Regions from separate parts of the Mus musculus genome. Here all the other regions are linked to region 2. A link is a contact called in public promoter capture Hi-C data. All regions are on one chromosome and are shown on one strand. Each heading gives the region's core, a stretch centred on a gene start, on an enhancer-like site or on the middle of the called end of the contact. The rest is flanking DNA. Distances are from core to core; before and after follow the strand shown. Region 1 overlaps Dysf (dysferlin). Region 2 holds the start of Spr (sepiapterin reductase). Region 3 holds the start of Dysf (dysferlin).

Evidence for each region. Promoter capture Hi-C pulls out the DNA fragments that hold promoters and counts their contacts. Capture Hi-C pulls out chosen DNA fragments and counts their contacts.
Region 1: a contact with region 2 is called in a promoter capture Hi-C map of embryonic stem cells, with 4 times the contacts expected there. The contact joins the enhancer-like site here to the promoter of Spr in region 2. A contact is called at or near these places in 6 of 39 promoter capture datasets (cranial neural crest, embryonic stem cells, liver and 2 more), 1 of 115 datasets of contacts at active chromatin or transcription factors (astrocytes) and 1 of 9 other capture datasets (embryonic stem cells).
Region 3: a contact with region 2 is called in a promoter capture Hi-C map of liver, with 2.9 times the contacts expected there. The contact joins the promoter of Dysf here to the promoter of Spr in region 2. A contact is called at or near these places in 6 of 39 promoter capture datasets (the 3T3-L1 cell line, embryonic stem cells, frontonasal cranial neural crest and 2 more), 1 of 15 datasets of contacts at CTCF or cohesin (large pre-B cells), 2 of 115 datasets of contacts at active chromatin or transcription factors (astrocytes and large pre-B cells) and 1 of 9 other capture datasets (liver).

The regions. Positions count from the first base shown.
Region 1 is chr6:84,052,046-84,056,822 of GRCm38.p6, forward strand. The region is part of intron 3 of Dysf (dysferlin); the gene reads left to right. Among named protein-coding and RNA genes, the nearest start is that of Dysf, 35 kb to the left of the region's middle. Within about 2 kb of position 1,331, at least 27 of the 459 cell types and tissues checked have an H3K27ac peak or open chromatin away from gene starts, as enhancers often do. A contact at or near this core is called in embryonic stem cells and liver, where this site is marked.
Region 2 is chr6:85,136,414-85,140,775 of GRCm38.p6, forward strand. It overlaps Spr (sepiapterin reductase), which reads right to left and starts at 1,351. Exons shown (of 3, transcript NM_011467.2): 1 at 1,026-1,351; 2 at 410-700. The coding sequence starts at 1,332. Gm10444 (a long non-coding RNA gene) reads left to right here and starts at 1,521. Exons shown (of 3, transcript XR_001785286.2): 1 at 1,521-2,014; 2 at 3,647-4,210.
Region 3 is chr6:84,016,333-84,020,988 of GRCm38.p6, forward strand. Dysf (dysferlin) reads left to right here and starts at 3,054. Exons shown (of 55, transcript NM_021469.3): 1 at 3,054-3,276. The coding sequence starts at 3,186.

The DNA.
Region 1 (4,777 bases), core at 81-2,580, 1.1 Mb before region 2:
TGTGCCGCATACACACACACACACACACACACACACACACACACACACACACTCACACTACCTGTATACAAAGCCTATGGAGACAAAAAGAGGGTGCCACAGCGCCTGGAACTGGAGCTATGAGAAATTGTTAACCATCATGTGGTGCTTAGAAACCGAACCCAGGTCCTCTGCAGAATCAGCAAGGGTTCTTAGCTGATGAGTCATCTCCCCAGCCTCCCACCACGATGGCTGAGCACCCACATATGAAAGGGAGTATTCATGATTTGTCTGCATCTGTTTCATTTAACATAGTATTCCCTAGGTGTATCTGTTTGGTGCCATGATAGAATATTAATCTTCATGGCTGAATAACATTTCATTAATATAACCTAACACTCCAGAATGTATATATATATATATCTCACATTTAATTATGCATTCACCTATGGGTAGGTACCTAGGTGGATTGCATGCTTAGCTGTTGTTAACAAGAACAGGCAAGTGTGTCTTTTACACGCTGCTATTTTTTTTGGGGATATATACCTGGAAACATGACATGCCTGGGTCCTACGGCAGATCTGGTTTTAGTTTCTTGAGGAACCTCCATATGGCTCTCCAAAAAAAGCAGCCCTGATTTTTCATTCCAATGGTCTTGGCTTGGCATAGATGATTCCAGAGCTTTTAGTGTTTAATCACCAAGATAGCCGTGAGCTTCCCTTTTCTTAGGCAGTAGATAGTATGATATAATCCTTTATGGTTGTTTTAGCGCTTGACCAAGTCTTGAGAACTTTCTGTAGAATTATATTATTTTGTGGCAGAATTTCATAGCACAGATGTGCTGTGCTGTATCTATGCAGTTTAGCAGTCTCGGGTGGTGGACTGCTGGGTTGCTTTTGTGCTTTGTTCTTACAAACAGTGAATCAGTAAGACTCAATGTTTTTAAACAACATTGTTTCCATTTTTTCACATTTCATTAGCATAAACTTAGCCCCCGCCCCCCCCCCCCCCCCCTTCGCCTTCACACACACTGCTCAAACCCAGCTTGGAGGCTCCCACTCGGCATCTGTCTGACAGGGCACTGACACTCATGGGTGAATTAGGGAATAAACTCTTTCTTCCTGGGGGAGATGTGTGTCTGTCAAATCTCAGCTGCTCTCCTTCCCCATGCCCATCTTGCCTTCTCTTTCTCTGGGATGGCCGAGCCTCTTTCAGCCCCCACACTTCTACTCCCATGTAACAGTGTTTCTGAAACAATGAAGCTAAGAGAACTGGCCAGAGAGGGAAGGCTGGAGGGCCTGTGCTGTAAAGGTGGGGCCAGGCCCACAGGGCCGCTTCTGGTGCTACTGACTAGGTAGGCTCTGCCACACCCTGCTGGCTTCCACAGCCTTGGCCCTTGCAGGGTTCCAGGTCCCTCCTTGACTCACTGGAGTCTTGTTGATGCCACAGGGCACCTGTCAGACCACCGATTGGTGCCCATAGAACCTTGCTTAGCAGACACCTGGCCCTAGAGCTTTTATTTCGGTGTCTGTCTTCAGATGGGACAGACCAGGGTTTGGGCTTTCAAGATTGGGTCCCTTGAATAAAGTTACAGGGAAATGGAATTTGGGGAGGGGCTTTAATGTCCTATTTCCTTTACAGATTGAAATGGATGAATTTGTGGTTTTCTCCACAACCTGTGATGGAGCCTCAGACCTCATTAACCTCCATAAGTCTCTGCAACTTGCCCCTTCCCGCTGGGCTATGCTTTTACATCACTCGTGCAGATGGGAGGCTCTGTCTCTTTGACTCGTCACCACAGCCTCCCACTTGGGTCTTTGGACAGGTGGCCTCCAGCCCTTCTTCCTCAGGATATAGGACAACCTGGTACCTTGGAGAGACTAGTCCCTGTTCCTCAGGGGGTACATTTGATGGCCCCCAAGGGGGTATCAGGGAGGAAATAGCAGTCACTCCTAGGCAGCTCTGGGGGCAGCCGGAAGGGCTAGGGCTGGCAGAGGTGGAGCCGGCATTTCCTTCTGCATTTCCTGCCATTGTTCACCACCCCACTTCCTGGAATTCTCCCTGCTGTCTGGGAGGACTTTGCCAGCAAGCCAGGCTCAGGTGGTCCACCTTTACCCTGGGCCTCTGGCCACGGCTCCTAAGACCAGCTTCAGCCACACGGAGCTATGGAGCTAGACTGCTGTTTGTTGCTACCTGACTGCTGCTGGGCCTGGCCTTTTTGCTGCCAAGGCCAGAAGCCTCAACTGTAGATAGACACTGTCCACATCTGCAGGCTCGCTGGGGCAGGTTGCTTGGTCAGATCACTCTGGTCTGCTGCCAAGGATTCCCGTAAAGGACAGAGTGACTCTGATTTCTTATGTCACAGAGAATCTTGCTCTGAGGACACTCTGGTCACAATGCTGGGGACAAGCGCTATTCCCGTGATGGTCCTTAGGTTACACCTAACAAGAGCCCCTGTTTAGGAAGCCATAGCGCAAAGCTTCCTGTAGGTGCCAGGGAACAGAGAAACCCACAGTCTAGACGTCTGGACCTTTGTGGGACTTAAAAATCCTATAATAACCTCCCTTTATTCTTTCTTTAAAGAAATAAATGCTAAGCTATGTGTGGCAATGCACTCCTTTAATCCCGGAACTTGGGAGGGAGAAGCAGTAGGATCTCTGTGAGTTCGAGGCCAGCTTGGTCTACAGGGTTATGCAGTAAGACCCTGTCTCAAAAAAAAAAAAAAAAAAAAAAAAAAAAAAAGCCAAACCAAACAACCAACCAAACCCCAAAATAAAGAAATGTAAGAGGAGGGCTGAGGGATGGCTCAGTGATAAAAACGTGTCCTGTGTTAGTGTGAGGACCCAAGTTCAATTGAGCTTCTGTGATCCCAGTTTGCCTACAGGAACATGGGAGGGAGAGGCAAGAGATCCCACAGGAGTATGAAAGGCAGTTGGCATAGAGTATGGAACAGAAAAACAGTGAAGAGACCCTGCCTCAAATGAGGTAGGAGGTGAGAACCAACAACACAGCTGTCCTCTGTAACACACAGGCACACACACATGTTCACACCCACAAACATGTATATACATACACACAAACATGCATACACATCAACATAAACACACACACATACACATACACCCACATACACACAAACATGCACACACAAATACACATATAAACATACTTACACAACCATACAAACACACACACATACATACTTATACAAACATACAAACACACACACAGTGTTTGTATTTCTAGCAAAGGAAATTGTAAGGTGGCTCAGAACCTGCCTGCCTCAGAGGGTATAAACACATGTATTTCATTGCCAGAGAGTTTAATAATTATTTATCACATAGGTTTACAAGTTACTTATTTTTAATTAATTTGCTTAGTGTATATGTGGGAAGGATAAGCATGCACACATGTGCTCTTCTGTGTGGGATATGGAAGTCCACCGTGATATCACTCTCAGGAGGAACACTAGATTTTAACAAGTTTAAATGCACAGTTCTGTGCAACCTTTGCACCCATCCACCTATAGACCTCTTTCATCTTCCAAGCAGAAAACCTGAACCCATTAAATACAATTTTCTTCTTTCCTTCCCAACAGCTCCTGACAACCACCATTCTATTTTCTGTGCTTGTGAGTCTGACTAGGTGCTTTGTACAAGAAGGATCACATGGTATTTGTCCTTCTGTGTCTTTAGTCTAATTCTTCTTTATTATTTATGGACAGTCCTGGGGACTGAGCCTCGTAAATGCAAGGCAAGTGCTCTACCATGGAGCTGCTGTCCAGCTGTGCCAAGACTTGTCCCAGGAGAAGTGTCACAAATTCCTGAATGCTGACTAACAGTCCATGTACATGCACATTTCATCTTGTTTGTCCATCTGCCTACCTGGCCTGGTTGCTCCTATTATTTATTTATTTATTTATTTATTTATTTATTTTAAAGGTTAATTTCTTGTTTTATATGTTATGTAAATTTTGCTTGCATTCAAAATACCACTTGCATACCTTGGCCCCCAGAGGCCAGAAGAGAACATTGGAACCTCTGGAGTTGTAGTTACAGACAGTTGTAAACTTCCATGTGGGTGCTTGGAATCGAATTCAGGCCTCCCAGTAGAGCAACCAGAGCTCTTAATTCCTGAGCTATCTCTAGCTCCACCCCTACTCCACTGTCTTTAACCTTTTTTTTTTTTTTTGGTTTTTGAGACAGGGTTTCTCTGTATAGCCCTGGCTGTCCTGGAACTCACTTTGTAGACCAGGCTGGCCTCGAACTCAGAAATCTGCCGGCCTCTGCCTCCCGAGTGCTGGTGTCTTTAACCTTTTAAAGACAATGTCTTGTGTCTCAACTTCATTATGTAACTGAGTATAACCTTGAACTCCTGATCCTCCTGAACTCTGATTACTGGGGTTATAAGTATGAACAACCTTGCCTGGCTTATGTGATGCTAGGGATGAAACCCAGGGCTTTGTGCACGCTAGGCAGGTACTCTGCCAATGGACATGGAGCAGGTCTCATTTTCTGATGTTTGAGGATTTGCTGCTTGAATGTGTTGTATAGATGTCTGGAGTCAGAAGTGGGGCTAGAGATTGGGTTGCCTGTCTACGTTTAATGTTCCGTAGCATCCCCCTCCATTCTTCTCACCAGCAGCATGCTGCTCACATTGCATCCACAGTCAGGAAGCAGAGAGACATCAACGATGTTGCTCAGCCCACTTTTTCCTTTTTGGGCAGCAGGCCCCCAACCCTTATAGCGGCTCTCCCCCTCTCAATGAACTCAATCTAGAAATGTCCTCACAGATCTAT
Region 2 (4,362 bases), core at 101-2,600:
ATCGGACAAGTCCTGAGGCTGAGTACCTCGGCCCCTGACTGCTCCAACGTCTTGGGAGTCTGTATTTTTCTTACGAAGTGAGGAGTCATTACCAGAGGTAGTAGGGGCCCGATAGTCTTTGGATTCTTTGTGTGTGTGTGTGTGTCACATTTTTTAAATTTATTTTTTATTAGATATTTTCTTTATACACATTTCAAATGCTATCCCGAAAGTTCCCTATACCCTCCCTCCGCCCTGCTCCCCTACCCACCCACTCCTGCTTCTTGGCCCTGGCATTCCCCTATACTGGGGCATATAAGGTGTCTTTGGATTCTTTATGGAGAATATAGATCAGGTTCCCCTCCTTGCCTAGCCCCCAGAAAGGTACCAGCTAAGTCTAGGGACAGCACTGTCAGGAGCACCCACCTACCTGGAGCATAGCTCAGCACCCGCACACTCGGTTCCTCAGCAGCCAGGACCTGGTAGAGCATGTCTCGGGCAGCCTTCCCCGCACAGTACAGACCCCAGCCTTTGTAGGGCTGCAGGGCACACAGAGATGAGATGTTAACCACAGTCTTGCTCAGGCCAGGGCTATCCTGGAAGGCATTCAAGGTGCCGGAAGTCAAACAGAGCATGGAGGTCAGGTTCAGAGCCCAGTAGTTGTTCACCTCAGCTAGGTCATTCACGTTGAGGAAGCCTTTGGAAACATCCCCAAGAGTGGCTGAAAAAAAAAAAAAACGGGACCAAAGAAATGACACAACTGGGGCACTCTTCTCCCTCAGCCTTCCACAGTTCCTCCTCATAGGCTATCTCTCTGCCCCAGCTCTGCAGACACCCCTAATGCAAGCAAAGAATACTGTAGTAAAGCAGAGTGATTTGTTCAAAAAGTCTTGACTCACACATCCGCCAGGAGGCACTGTCGCCCCGTAGTGACACTGATACACCCTCCCTCCTCTTGGACTTTGGACTTTTAGGGACTTGCCCTTCACCTACCCAAAAGCCTATGAGGTAAGAGCTCGCAGCCGGGGTCTGGACGGGACTCTCACCTGCGTTGTTGATGAGCAGCAGGCGCTGCAGCCCCTCGGGCCTCGGGAGCTCGCGTACTGCGCTCAGCAACCGCTGCACGCCAGCCTCGGTGCCCAGATCGGCGGCTGCCAGCACCACTTTCAGGTCAGGCTGCTGAGCGCCCAGCTCCTCCTTCAGTTGCCGCAGCATCGACTCACTGCGTGCGCTTACGAGCATCACGGAACCGGGAGACAGCAACCGGGCCAGCTGCGGGGCCAGGGCGCGACCAAAGCCCCGGGAGGCCCCGGTCAACACGCACACAGCGCAGCCCAGCCCGCCTGCCTCCATGCCTGGAACTCAGACTCATGCGCAGCTACTGAACCAGGACGGGGCGGAGCCTATTCTTGGCTTGGGACGGCGGAAGTTCGGGCCAGAATCCACTGGTGTTTGGGCGGGGGAAAAAAAAGCCAGGCAGCCGGGCCTCGGCAGGAAATCCTAATCCCCTTCCCAGCGCTTCCGGGTTCCCCTTGAGCGCCACTCCCACAAACTCAGCCCCTTTCTGAGAGGCGCGTTCTCAATTTCCACCCTGTTCCAGGATCAGCTTCCTCCTCCAGGGTTAAGGTTTGTCTTTATCCATACAGGACATACCAGTTAGAGACCAGTGACAGCCTTGGATGAAGTGTGTAGAGCTTGTGGTCCCTTTGCACTCTGATTAACAGAAGCCTTCTCTGGAAAAGCACAGCAGCTTCCCCAGGAGGTGCTAGGCAGACAGAACCAGAAAATGAAGAGCACACACAGGGGAAGAGAAAGGCTGAGAATCACAACAATCTCACGAACAAGACTCATCACCGTCAGTGAAAACGCTTGGTTCCTTGGGACCTGTGTACTTATCCTTCAACCTGCGTCATGCACTCTAGAAACAACTTCATAATCTCAAATGGGAAAGAAAAATATCCCAGCTCTCTGGAGATGTCTGAGGAGGACAGCAGAGAAAGACATAGAGATTGCTTTGATCCATTTTTAGTCTGAGGTGAGCTAGAGTCCATCGGAATTACAGGCAGGCAGGCCAGCGGCTAGCTCCTCTTTGTTTCAGAAAGTTCAAGTGGTAGGACTAGTCACTTAGCCTGGTCAGATTGGGAAACCAGCAATCAGTAGGGGCCATTCTCAAGTTCCAATTTTTTTTTTTTAAATTGAATGAGGCTTTTGTCCTAGGCCAACGAAATAGGGGACCTAGAGCGATGCAAATCCTGTAGGCCTATATGAGAAGAGAGCCGGAATGTCTCTCTATAGGTTTTTAAAAAACACTGTCTTGTGCCAAATCAACACGTCATTAATGCCTTTTCTCTATGCCAAAGTTCCCTTTCAGCAGAACTGTATATTTAAAACTACTTACTTACCACTAATCTATTGGATTTGTTATCTTATTTCCAAAGTAGTTGAAGGATCTTCAACAGACATAGTGAGTTCAAGGCCATCATGCTGAGTTTGAACCCCAGAACCGACATTAAAAACACTAAGTGTGACCAGGCAATGGTGGTGCTCCTAGCACACAGGAGGTAGAGGCAGAGGCAGGAGGATTTCTGTAAGTTTGCATCAGCCTGGTTTACAAAGCCAGTTCTAGGACAGACAGCCAGGGCTACACAATGAAACCCTTTCTGAGCCACGTGGCTGCAATGAAACCTTTAATCCCAGCAGTCTGGATACAGCAGTAGGAGACTCCGAGCTTGAGGCCAGTCTGGTCTACAGAGTGAGTTCCAGGCCAGGCAGGGCTACACAATGAGAAACGCTGTCTCAAAAACAAAAAACAAAATTAAAAAACAAAAAACAAAAGCAAAACTTTTTGAAAGATGGACAGGCATAAAGAACTATACACATTGTCCTCTGGCCTCCACCTCCAACTCATCCACTGACAAAGGAATAAGCACACACAGACATACAGACAAAGCCAGGAAAAGAAGAATTTTTTTAAACCAAAGTAAGCATACAGGGTCCTGTTTACATCTCTCCTTTAAAAAAAATCATTTATTTATTTAATGTATGTGAGTACACTGTCCCTTTCTTCAGACATACCAGAAGAGGGTATCAGATCCCATTACAGATGGCTATGAGCCACCATGTGGTTGCTGGGAATTGAACTCAGGACCTCTGGAAGAGCAGTCAGTGCTCTTAACCGCTGAGCCATCTCTTCAGGCCTTATATCTCTTTTTTTTTAAGTATCTTTTTAACATCTTTTTATTTGTTTGTTTGTTTGTTTTTTATGTATATGGGTTTTAGCCTGCATGTATGTCTGTGCACGACATGTGTGCAATGCAAAGTGGTGGCCAGAAGAGGGCCTCTGCTTCCCCAGGGACTGCAGACACAGTCTGCTATGTGGCTAGTGGGAATTAAAACCAATCCTCTTGAGGAGTAGCCTGCTGTTCTTAACTACTCCCATATCTCTCCAGCCCCAGTTTCATCTTTTAAACAATAAAACAAAATGGTAGAGTTTGGTGATGCTGCTTGTAATTTCAGTAATTTCAGGAGGATCAAAACAAAACAATATAACAAAAAGCCCATTTAACAATGTGATTTTACTTCCAATATATAAGAAAGATGCAATGATTAAGGGGTGGGGGGTTGTTAATGTTAGAAATTGATACACATGGCCTTCTTTTTGCCCCAGTGCAGGGCCATCTGCCTTGGCTTCTCTGAGGTGCCTGGTCCCATGCTGCATGGAAGTGAGACATCCAGGTGACCCACAGGGTTGACAAAGCTGGGATCTCATTGCCAGGCCACCAATTGGAACCTACTCTGTAGCAATGAGACTCCCCCAAACCATCCAGCATCCATGGAAGAACTTCCTGGAGTTCTCAGCATTATCACCCTGCCTGAGTCTTCTAAGTCTTACCTACCAGGATGCTCCTGCAGAAAGGAGGTCAGGCCTTGCAAAGGGCCACCTGGGGCTGAAGTCGACCATGGACTTCATCGCTATATTTAGGATAATGCAAGTGCACTCCCACATGATATATTTAATCTGTGTCCTTGTGCACATGCATGTGTGTGCTCAACTTTATGTATACATAGTGTGTGCCGACACATGTACTTCAGGCTCAAATGCCATTTCACAGGTGCTGGACACCTGGACTTTTGGACACAGGCTTTTGCAAAGCCATTGAGGTTGAAATGCACCTGCCTAGCCGGATGATGGTGGCACACGCCTTTAATCAGGAGGAAGAGGAGGATCTCGGTGAGTTCTGGGAAAGCCTGGTCTACAGAGTGAGTTAGTCAGGGCTCAGTATAGAAAGACTGTCTCAAAAAATAAAAATAAAAAAAAGGGGAGGTATGTCTGTCTCCATGTCAAAGTTCTAGGTGACAAGCTTTATTCAGCATGCTGCCTCT
Region 3 (4,656 bases), core at 1,804-4,303, 1.1 Mb before region 2:
GACATTTGGGTGTCATTGGCAATTGGCTCTATGCTACCTTGCTTACAGGAAGCAGGAATGGGAGTTGTGTTTCTTGGTGTAGGACATATAAGCCTGTGCCCTCATAAGAACAACTTAGGATGCAGGCCCATGGCAACCCTGCCATTGACAGGAGATAGAGTCAGGTCTATCATGGAACCAAAGACATGCATCTAATCAGCTAGGTTCTGTGTAGTGTGTAATTATAAAAACCAATCCACTCTATGGCTGGCTAAGCACTGCCAATGGTGGTCTTCCCACCTCCATGGGGAGCCCCAAGTGGCAGTCTGCCCTGGTTCCTGTGGTTAGCTGCTGCCAAACTGCTTGCACTTCCCAAGCCACCCGCTCCCTGTGGCAAACCTGTACAAGCTGGCTGCCGCTCACGCTAACCTCCTTTGCCCTGTAAGATGACAACTTCAGAGGCTTGTAATTTACCAGCCAGATTTACAACAGTAAATCATCAACCACCAAAATGCCCACACAAAGAACTCTAAAATCAATTGATATAAATACAAGTTGCACCCCTAGATTGGACAAATGTACCCTACATTTCTCAGTCGTCTATCTACAGCATCCCCAGTTACTTATGGCTCCAACGACCACATGGTTCCGGCTCATCATCCTCTCCTATGGTTCCATGGTATCGCTCCTATCCTGACTCCTCCCCCTCCATGGTATCTCTCCTATCCTGACTCCTCCCCCTCCCCTTTCTAAAACTTTCAGCTCCACCTTCTTCTTCCACTGCCCAATCACAGGCCCTAGTCTTATCTGATTAATTAAGATTTCACCTGACCTCACATCCCTTTTGAGGGGGCAGAAAAAACAGCAATCCAAGCCTGGCATGGTGGAGCACGCCTTTAATCCCAGCACTCGGGAGGCAGAGGCAGGCGGATTTCTGAGTTCGAGGCCAGCTTGGTCTACAAAGTGAGTGCCAGGACAGCCAGGGCTACACACAGAGAAACCCTGTCTCGAAAAACCAAAAAAAAAAAAAAAAAAAAAAAAACAAAAAACAAACAAAAAAAAACAGCAATCCACAGCAATTCTGCTATGAGAAAACTGGCTGCCAAGGGAGAGGAGCATAGTCAGAGAGAGTAAGAGAAGGTCCTAGCAGCCAAAGAAGGTTCTGGATTCTCCTTCCTACTTGTCTTTCACCATGCCCCACTCCAGTGAGGATTGCTGGCCCTCGCAGGGGCCTTCCTCTTCTTGAGAGCATGTCCCACCGTGCCTAGAGTTGCAGCTGCTGCCATCTGCTGTCTGTGTTGTCTGATGTGGCATCACCAGCTAGAGCTGACCAATGAGGAGTGTGGAGTTCAATGACCTCTTAGTGAACTGTTTAGAAGACATTTATAGACAGCCCCATGCCATGTGCAGAACCCTGTTTCAGGTACTACGAAGGTTACAGTAGCTAAGCAAAGCTCCCCTAGTTTCTTAGAGACTGCCCAATATTCTAATGGAAATGTGGGAAAGAGATACGGTGTAGACATTACCTAGCTATTGCTGCTGAAAAGCAACATGCAAGGGAGTCTTGGGGTCCGGGAAGGTGCCATGTGGCTCAATTGATAGAACACTTTCCTAGTTTGAGCTCCAGATTGCATAAAGTGGGCACTTTGGTGTATGCCTATAATCCCAGCACTGAGGAAGGGGTGGTAAGAAGATCCAAAGTCCAAGGTCCAGTGCTCAAGGCCACCCTGATCCTAGAGTGGATCTGCAAAGGAAGAGCAAGAGACAGCACTCCAGTCAGAGTGAACAGCGCATCAGAACCCAAAGGGTGCTGGCCTGGCGCTTTTTTTTTTTCCCCAAGATAGGATTTCTCTGTAGTTTTGGCTGTTCTGGAACTTACTCTGTAGAGCAGGCTGGCCTTGAAGTCACAGAGATCTGCCTGCCTCTGCCTCCTAAGTGCTGGGATTAAAGGTGTGTGCCACCAAATGGTTTACATTTCTTTTAAAAATAATTATTTATGGAGAACCTGCTCCATCAGGATCTTTTTGTTTCCTCCTCCTCCTCCTCCCCTTCCTCCTCCCCCCGCCTCTTCTTTTTCTTCTTTGGCCATATTTTCAAGCAGAGCCCATAGGCTCTTTTTGGTGGTGTGTTAAGATTTGAAAGCATGACTGAATAGTTCAGGAGAGTAGAGGAGGAAATGGAAATAGAGTTTGGAGGCTCTTTCAAAAGGTAATGCAAAAAGAGCGTGTGGTTGGCGTTTAGGCTGAGTGGTGTGGTTCCCACATGTGTGTGCTGTCAAGAGAGAGGGAGACTGGGCAACTTGAGAATCGCTGTCTGACCGCTAAGCATCCACATAAGCAGAGTTGGTTGTCTGCCCTGCCAAGTCATACAGGGAGCAGGTGTGGAGGGCACGAGCAGGATATCCCCTCTGAAAGTGTTGTGTCCCTCAAAATGAAAAGGGCCGGGACCATGCCCCCGCCCCACCCCCATTTACCTGCTGGAGTGTGTGGGGGTGGAGGTGGGGAAGAGAAGCTTGGGTGCTGTTGGGAAGGATCTTCCTAAGCTGTTACAGGATCAGACAACACACAGATGCGTGCTCAGGACTGGAATGACTTAAGGGTCGTGACTTTAGCAACTTTCTCAACCTTGGAGGGTGAAGAGTGCAAAGATTGTTGCAGTGGAGAACTGCAGGAAATCGAATGGGCAGCGACTGGGAACGTAGTGTGATTTGAGTTAGACCTCAACAACTCTAGGTGTCGCCAGGAGATTTCCGTGGCAGCTCACTAGCAGTTGTGCCTGGGTCACTGGGCACACAGTGCGCACTTATTCGGCGTTTACTGCGAGACTCTTTGGACCCGCGCTACCCCAGGCAACAACCCTGCCCTGTTCTTGCCAGCCACTCATCCAGTACCTCGCAGCAGCGTTTCCTTCTCTGGAGACCCTCAGAACAAGGCACCAGTGCCTGGTCCAGAGTAATTCCTTGCTCCTCCTTGGCCACCGCCCTGAGGGCGGACCCAGGCCGGGATGGAAGGAAGGATCCGCCCCCTGGGTGTACCTTATCCCACGCGCAGCCTCGCATTCTAAGCTGACCAAGTCTCCGCGGAGGCGCAGCAGAATCAACTGCTCTCTTGGCATAGCCATCCTGGATCTGAACTCTGGCAGGGCAGTAGTGACTGAGTCCTAAGCTCCTACTCCCTCTCCGTCCCACGCGCCTGGGCTGCGGAGCCATGCTCTGTTGCTTGCTGGCAAGGGCCAGCAACCTCCCCAATGTGAAGAAGGACCGGCGCAGCGATCCAGTTGCCAGCCTGATTTTTCGAGGTGAGAGTCCTGAAGCCACTTCATTCAGGCTTGGGTACCATCCGTTTGTTTCTCTGCATCTAGCTTTGGGGTCTGTGGGCCCAGATCAGACCAGGAATCCCGCCCCAGGACTGACAGCAAGGAAACAGCAAATGTTACAGAGTTTAGGAAAACTGGAAGTACTGTTCTAGGCCAGGAGTTATTACTTTCCCAAGACAGTACTCAGAAGGAAGAAAGGCTGGATAGTGGGCACAGGGTGGGTTGGAAGACGCAGAGGGTAGCGGTGTAATCAGGGCCACCACATAACTGAACTGGTTTGTGAGCGTTTTAATAGTGCTCTTTGAAAGTTACCGTCCCATCCATCTATCCATGAATCTGACTGAACACTGTCCGTTTGAATGGCCAAATCTCAACCAGAAGGAAGAGGAACTGAATACTATGGATGTGGCTTTGTCGCAGGAAGTCTGAGGAGTGTCTGGGATGTGGGATGCTTTCCAAATTCAAGTTGCTAAGTCTTGTGCTGCTTAGACCAGAAAGGGTTTCTCTGCTGAGACTACTTCTTCCTCCACATATCTGGCCCTTTCACTATGGCTTCAGGCAGATTCCCAAGGGAGGGGTGTCTCAGGAGGGGAAAGGGAAGAGGAAGGACCTGTCAAAATGAGAGAAGGGACAATAGTGGTGAGTCAGGACCCCAGTTCTGCAGAGAGAGATAAATAAGGAGAGGAGAGAGGGCTTCCTCTCACCAGGAGCTGTACCCCGGGGCTCTGCGGAAAATATATTTAAAAAGGAGAGCAGCGTGTAGAGAAACTGAGGCACGGCTTGTCACAAAAGTGTTAACCTTTGTGACAACAGTGGGGACATCAGGATTCCAAGGGTTTGTCCACTTTACATGCAGCCCCACCCCCAAATAATATGAGAGACAGGGACTGAGCTGAGCTCCAGATCACGTGTTTGTTCTTGGTCTCGGGTGGTCGCGGGTGACTATCCGGCTGATTCTTTTGCAAAGTGTGATTTGAAACATCCTAGGCCTCCCTGGTGTTTCACTGGTCAGGCTTGCCAGGGTGTTCCTGATGTCAGGAAACTTTCAGCAGGGTTCTTCCTTCTTTCTCCCCTGACCGTCTCTCAGCTGTCGCCCAGACTTTCACTATACGGAAATTGTTAGGGAAGTTGGGTATACCTCAGTGGTAGAGCACTTTTTTTGTGTGTGGTGTGTGTATATATGCATGTAGGAGAGGCTGGAGGACCTCTGGTCGAAGGCGCTGCTTAGGTTTGGTTTTGTTTTTTCTTCCTTTCTTTCTTTCTTTCTTTCTTTCTTTCTTTCTTTCTTTCTTTCTTTCTTTCTTTCTTCCTTCCTTCCTTCCTTCCTTCCTTCCTTCCTTCCTTCCTTCCTTTCTTTCTTTC